Regions from separate parts of the Mus musculus genome. Here region 1 is linked to region 2. Evidence: chromatin contacts called from public HiChIP or PLAC-seq data. All regions are on one chromosome and are shown on one strand. The core of a region is the stretch at or near the end of the contact, and the rest is flanking DNA. Distances in the headings are between cores, read along the strand shown.

Region 1 (3,079 bases), core at 415-2,914, 130 kb before region 2:
AAACTTTCTGTTTATTTGATGTCAGTGTTCTTATGTCTTAACAGATTTAGCCAATCTTAGCCAAATTGGATCAATAATCTTTGATGCTTCTTCTGTTCTTCCCAGAGATCCTAAGCTTTGTGATTTCAGTGGCAAGTCAGCAATACATTATGTGTCACAAATTGAGAGTTGGAGGAAGCAGCAGTTACTGGACATCCTGATGGATTCTATGCCCAGACCAGGTCAGTATTTCTCTCTGGATGCAGATTCCCCAGTTTGAAAGTTCTGTTTGAAGTCTTTCTTTCTGTTTTTACGTCTGTTTTATAGCTCTGTTCATCTGTCTGTTTGAGACTGAATCTCACCTCTGTATCCCTGGAATTCAGTGCATAGACTCAGCTGGCCTTTAACCCACAGGGATCCTCCTGCCTCTGCCTCCCAAGTACTGGGATCAAAAGTGTGTGCCATTATACTCCACTTCATCTAAATAAATCAAATCAGTGACTCTTTAATGAGCAGTGACTCTTTGAAGCACAGGGTTACATGCTTTAAAAAAATGCAAAGAATTCTCACTCCACATTCTTGTGTGTGTGTGTGTGTCTGTCTGTCTATGTCTGTATGTCTCTATGTGTAAGCCATAATTCAATCTCCAGTGGTTTTGAGGATGCTATACATCTTACTTTTTAAAAGTAATTAATTTATATGAATGAGTATGTGCCTACTTGTATGTAGTGCTCATGGGGGCCAAAAGAGAGCCCCCTCTGGAGTTACAAGTAATTGTGAGTTGCTGTGGATGCTAGAGAATAAGCCTGGATGTCTGTAATAGCAGCAAGCGTTCTTAACCAATAAGCCATCTCTCCAGCCCCAAACCTTGCTTCTTGAAACTAGGATCTCTCACTTTTTCCTAGAACTTGCTTAGCCAGCTGGGCTGACTGCCCCAGGGGTCCCCTTGTCTCCACCTTCCCAGCACTGGGGCTAAAAATTCACACCTGGTTTTTCTTATTCTATTTTGATATTTATTTACTTTAGTTTTAACTGTATGGGTGTTTGCCTGCATGTATGTCTGTTTACTACATGTGTGCCTAGCACCAGTAGAGTCAAAAAGAGGAGACCGGATCTGGAAGTGAAGTCATAGACAGTTGTTAGCTACCACATACCTGCTAGGAATCAAACCACCTAGTTCCCTGGCAGAGCAATCAATCAACCAACCAATCAATCAATCAATCAGTGTTCTTAACCACTGAGCTACTTCTCCAGACACCCCCACCACACACACACACACACTTCCTTTTTTAATTTCAGGTTTTGGGAATTGATCTCCGCTCCTTATGTTTGCAGGAAAGCACTTGGTCAACTGAGCCATCTGGAGGTCAAGCTATTTAAGGGACTGAGTGGTCTTCACAAATCCCCCCATCACTTTTCACTCTGATTCCTCTCTCTTGCTATAGTATTATGGGGAAATCATCTTCAACCCATGAGAGTCTTCCAGGGCAATTCAAGAGAGCAAAAAAGACAGTTACCAGGCAACACAACCTTTAGTTTTCTAGGCAAATCTGTTTGGAAGAGAATAGAGAGGCTTCCTCCCACCCATGCACCAACAGAAATCCATTCAAGGGTTCATCTTTAGTGAAAGGAGAAAGGTAAACATCTTTCCTCTTTCCCCTGTTGATGACTCAGAGGGTTGAAAAGCTCTTTTCTATGTTCCAGCACCTCAGAGGGTGTGCCTGTGAGAATGACGTCATTAAGGATGAGTTGCTATAATTATGTTGAACCAAAATCTAACTCTTGGTAACTTTTTTTTTTCTTGAATTCATGTGTGTGAAGTATGTATGCAGTGTGTGTGTGTCTGTGTGTGTGTGTATGTGTGTGGTGCATGTACATGCATATCAGAAGTTAACATTAGGTATCTTTTTCTATTAAATTCCACTGTATTTACTAAGGCAGGTTGATTCTTTTTGACAGAAAGACATGCCGAGTCACTGCTTGACATCTGTCATGAGGCAGGCTCTACTCCAATGGAGATGACAGTTTCCCAAACTGAAAACCTCACCTTGCAGAGCATCAGCAGCAGTGAGGTAGGAGGAAATGGGGGGGTGGAGAGGGAAGAGGACATGGGAGGAGGGGAAGGGGGGAGAGGTGGCTCAGCAGTGAAGAGTGTGCTCTGCATCTACAGAGGATACAGGATCAGTTCCCAGCATCGGCATGATAACTCACAACCACCCATAACTCCATACCCTTTTCTGATCGCCAAAGATACCAGGCATGCAGGCAGTACAGACATATTCATGCAAGCAAATCATTTGTGTAGATAAAATAAGATGATTAAATCTTTTTAAAAACAGTTTAAAAAAGCACAACGATAAAAATGAAATGTCTGGTCAACCTACTATTTTATTTGTACTGCCTCAATGTTTTGTAATAATCATATATGATTTCTATAAATATCAATATCGTGTACACATATTTTTGAGGCAGTCTTGTTATACTGTTAGAACTTACTATGTAGTGTAAGCTGGTCTTGAACTCCTACTTTAGCTTCCCAGGATCCCATAGTATGTAACACCCCATCCAGCTGACTAATGACAGTATTAGTATAATCATGTTTAAATTGTAAATTAGGGGCTGGAGAGATGGCTCAGTAGTTAAGAGCACTGACTGCTCTTCCAGAAGACTTGATTCCTGGCACTCGCATAGGAGCTCACAACCATCTGAAACTTCAGTATTAGGAGATCTGACATCCTCTTCTGGCCTCAGCTAGGACTGCATGCATGTGGTAGACGTACATGTAGGCAAAACATTCATTTACATAAATTTAAATACGCAAATTAGCTAGTTAGGTTGTACCGAGAGTGTGTGTGTGTGTGTGTGTGTGTGTGTGTGTGTGTGTGTTTGTGTGTGTTTGTGTGTGTTTGTGTGTGCACATGTGTGTCTTAATTTCTACTGTCACAATAAAATCCATATAGCGAGTGAGTGAGATAATAAAGAACAGAAATTTAAGTCAGGCGGCAATGTTGCATGCACTTAATCCCAGCACTTGGGAGACAGGGGCAGGCAGATCTCTGTGAGTTCAAGACCAGCCTGGTCTGTATCACAAGTTCCAGGA
Region 2 (3,121 bases), core at 198-2,697:
AAAACATCCTTATGCTTTTCTAATCTAAAGCTCCAAAATCCACATTCCTCCAAATAAAAGCATGGTCAGGTATATCGTTGAAATACCCTACTCCCTGATAGGTACCGCTTTCTAACTTATTTATGGTTTCATTGCTGTGAAGAGACATCATGACTAAGGCAACTCATAGAGAGAATCATTAAATTGAGGCTGGCTTGCAGTTTCAGAGGCTCAATCTATTTTCATCACGGTGGGAAGCACCATAACATGATACTGCAGAAGAAACGGAGAATTCTGCATCTTGATCCTTAGGCACCAGAAGAAGACTGTACCACTCACTGGACGTAGCTTGAGCATAGGTGACCTTAAAGCCTGTCCTCATAGTGACCCTCTTTCTCCATCAAAGCTACACATACTCTGACAAGGCCGTACTTCCTAATAGTGCCACTCCTTATGGGCCAAACATTCAAATGCACGAGTCTTTGGCGGGCCATACGTATTCAAATCATCACATCCCTTATGGCTGAAAACACTCCTGTGTATGTGTGCAATCATGTGCTCTCTCTCTCTCTCTCTCTCCCTCTCTCTCTCTCTCTCTCATACACACACACACACACACACACACACACACACACACACACACGGACACGGACACAGACAGAAACACACACACATAAACATATACATCACACACGAGTGGTACACACACAGCTAAAAATAAATTAAGAGAGTTCTTGATGCAAGATTAACTAAGTAATCATGGACAGCATGCTAAGAACTCTAAACGCCACAGGAAGAAGATGATGAAAACCCACAGACGTTGCCATGGCAGAGGAGACAGGGAGTTGACTCCAAGGCTATCTCCTGGCAACCATTTGACAAGGAGCTGCACTTGATTTTGAATTGCAGGCAAGGCAGCAAACACTTGGGAATCCTTTGCAAGAGAACTTTAATCAAGCTTACCTGGGTGCCCCGAGAGAAGCCCAGATTTATTAATAGAAATTAAATACAATTTCAGGCACCCTGCAGCGAACCAATTCCCTAGCCTGGCTAGTTATGAAAGCTTTAAAAGTTCTGCATGTGAAAGCAGTTTCTACTTGCATTTTCTTTTTATTATTGTTATTAACATCTACCTATTTAATTGTGTATTTGTGTGTATGTGTGTATGAATGTGTGTGGGCACATGTGTGTGATGGCTCACATATAGGTCAGAGAATGATTTGAGTGAGTAGCTTCTCTCCTTGTGGGTTCTGGGCCTTGAACTCAGGTTGTCAGGCTTGGTGGCAGACTTCTTTACTCACTAAATCACCTCACTGGCCCTAGCATGCCATATGCCAAGGAAGAGCTTGCTAGCCTTTATCTGCAAATGCAGCTACCCCAGAGACCAGAGAATGGGCCTGAGGAGCCAAAAGTGCTTCCTGGAATAGAGTTTGACCAAATTCTCACCATTGCCCTTGCCTTGACTTTATGACTCATGGACACAGATACCACAGCACAGGGGAGTGGAACCTTGGTTATACTTTGGTCCCAGCCCCACCTGAGAGTCTGCACATTTGAAAGCTCTTTGGGCTTTTCTAAGATCCAGCTGAGGCTGAAAGCCACTAAGGATTTTTGAGGACTAAGATGAACTACAGAAAACCATCATTCTATGAAAACACACATTGAGGTTTTTACATTTGTTGTTTTTTTGAGTCAGGATTTCTCTATGTAGTCCTTACTGCCTTGTAACTCTCTGTAAACCAGGCTAGCCTTGAACTCTCAGCTGTCTGCCTGCCTCTGCCTTCCACGTTCTCGGGTTAAAAGCACATGCCACCACCATGCCCGGCCACACCAAGTTTCACATTTATCCTCTCTTATTCAGCAAATGCCCCAGTTATTTTCGATAACGAGAATGTCACTTAAGTTGTCTTTACAAAACTTTCAACACTATGCAAATTCACAGGTAGATTTCCTTCCTCTGTTCCTCCCCCATTTCTCTCTTCTTCTTTTATTTTTTTAAAGCAAAAATCATTCTGGCTTGTGTCCCAGAGGTAACCCTTTTGATAGCATGGGATGTATCCATTCAGACTTTCACCATTGCTGTTAAACATAAAGAGGCAGAGACTTCATGTTGGTGATGGTGTATGTATGGAAACATATGCATGTATGTATGTGCATACATGTCCGGAAGCCCGAGGTGGAACGTAGTGGTCGTTCCTCAGGATGGATGTCCAGCTTATATTTTGAGACAGGATCTCTCATTGAATTTGGAGCTTACCTATTCAGCTAGGCTGGCAGGCCACTGACCCAGGGATCGTCTCTCTGTGTCCTCAGCGTTGGAGTTACATGTATGTACCATTATGCCTGGCTTTTGTTTTTCACGTGGGTTTTGGGGGATACTCAGGTCTTCAGGTTAGGCGGTGGTGGTGCACACCTCTGATGCCAGCAATGGGGAGGCAGAAGCAGATGGATCTCTGTGAGTTCAAGGTCATCCTTGTCTGCAGAGTGAGTTCCAAGACAGCCAGGGTTATAGACAGAGAAACAAAACAAAAAACCAAAACAATTCCCCTCCCCCCAACCCCAAACAACAACTCAGGCCCTTAAGGTTGGTGAGATATGTTCAGACCCTCATGGTCGTGAGACATGTCCAGCTTCTGCTTTCTGACTGAGCAGTCCTCCCAGTCCTTTGGCTTGTGAATGCACACTTTAGTCAGCCAGTCAGCCTATCATCTTGTTAGGTGTGTGCTCTAATTTAAAAATATCTTATATACACATTTTCAACAAGCTTTCACTCAAGGCTGTTAGCATTATATCAATTTTGTAATGAAGGCCTTTTGGGTAAGACGCATTTAAGCCTTCTCTAATCATGAAACCAGGTAGTACGTTGACACTGTTGGGGGCCTATTGTAACAGCAAAACTACCATCAAAAAGCATGAAAATGAGATGACAACCACTCTTAGAGGAAGTCCTGAGTTTGGTCTCCAGCAATCAGACTGCTCACAATCACCTGCATCTCTAGTTTTAAGAGATGACTACATGACTGGTCTCTGTGCTCATATGTGCTCTCTCTCTCTCTCTCTCTCTCTCTCTCTCACACACACACACACACACACACACACACACACACACACACACACTTTAAAATGGTAAAAGTACACCTTT

The links. HiChIP or PLAC-seq counts read pairs in DNA pulled down with a chosen protein or histone mark.
Region 1: a contact with region 2 is called in a CTCF HiChIP or PLAC-seq map of CD8 T cells, with 5 read pairs. The contact joins two enhancer-like sites. A contact is called at or near these places in 5 of 39 promoter capture datasets (cranial neural crest, embryonic stem cells, fetal liver and 2 more), 1 of 15 datasets of contacts at CTCF or cohesin (CD8 T cells), 1 of 484 Hi-C or Micro-C datasets (embryonic stem cells) and 1 of 9 other capture datasets (adipose tissue).

The regions. Positions count from the first base shown.
Region 1 is chr1:127,837,411-127,840,489 of GRCm38.p6, reverse strand. It overlaps Map3k19 (mitogen-activated protein kinase kinase kinase 19), which reads left to right. Exons shown (of 14, transcript NM_011737.2): 5 at 106-221; 6 at 1,939-2,051. Among named protein-coding and RNA genes, the nearest start is that of Map3k19, 16 kb to the left of the region's middle. Within about 2 kb of position 1,664, at least 14 of the 459 cell types and tissues checked have an H3K27ac peak or open chromatin away from gene starts, as enhancers often do. A contact at or near this core is called in CD8 T cells, where this site is marked.
Region 2 is chr1:127,704,212-127,707,332 of GRCm38.p6, reverse strand. No RefSeq gene overlaps it. Among named protein-coding and RNA genes, the nearest start is that of Acmsd, 24 kb to the left of the region's middle. Within about 2 kb of position 1,447, at least 5 of the 459 cell types and tissues checked have an H3K27ac peak or open chromatin away from gene starts, as enhancers often do. A contact at or near this core is called in CD8 T cells, where this site is marked.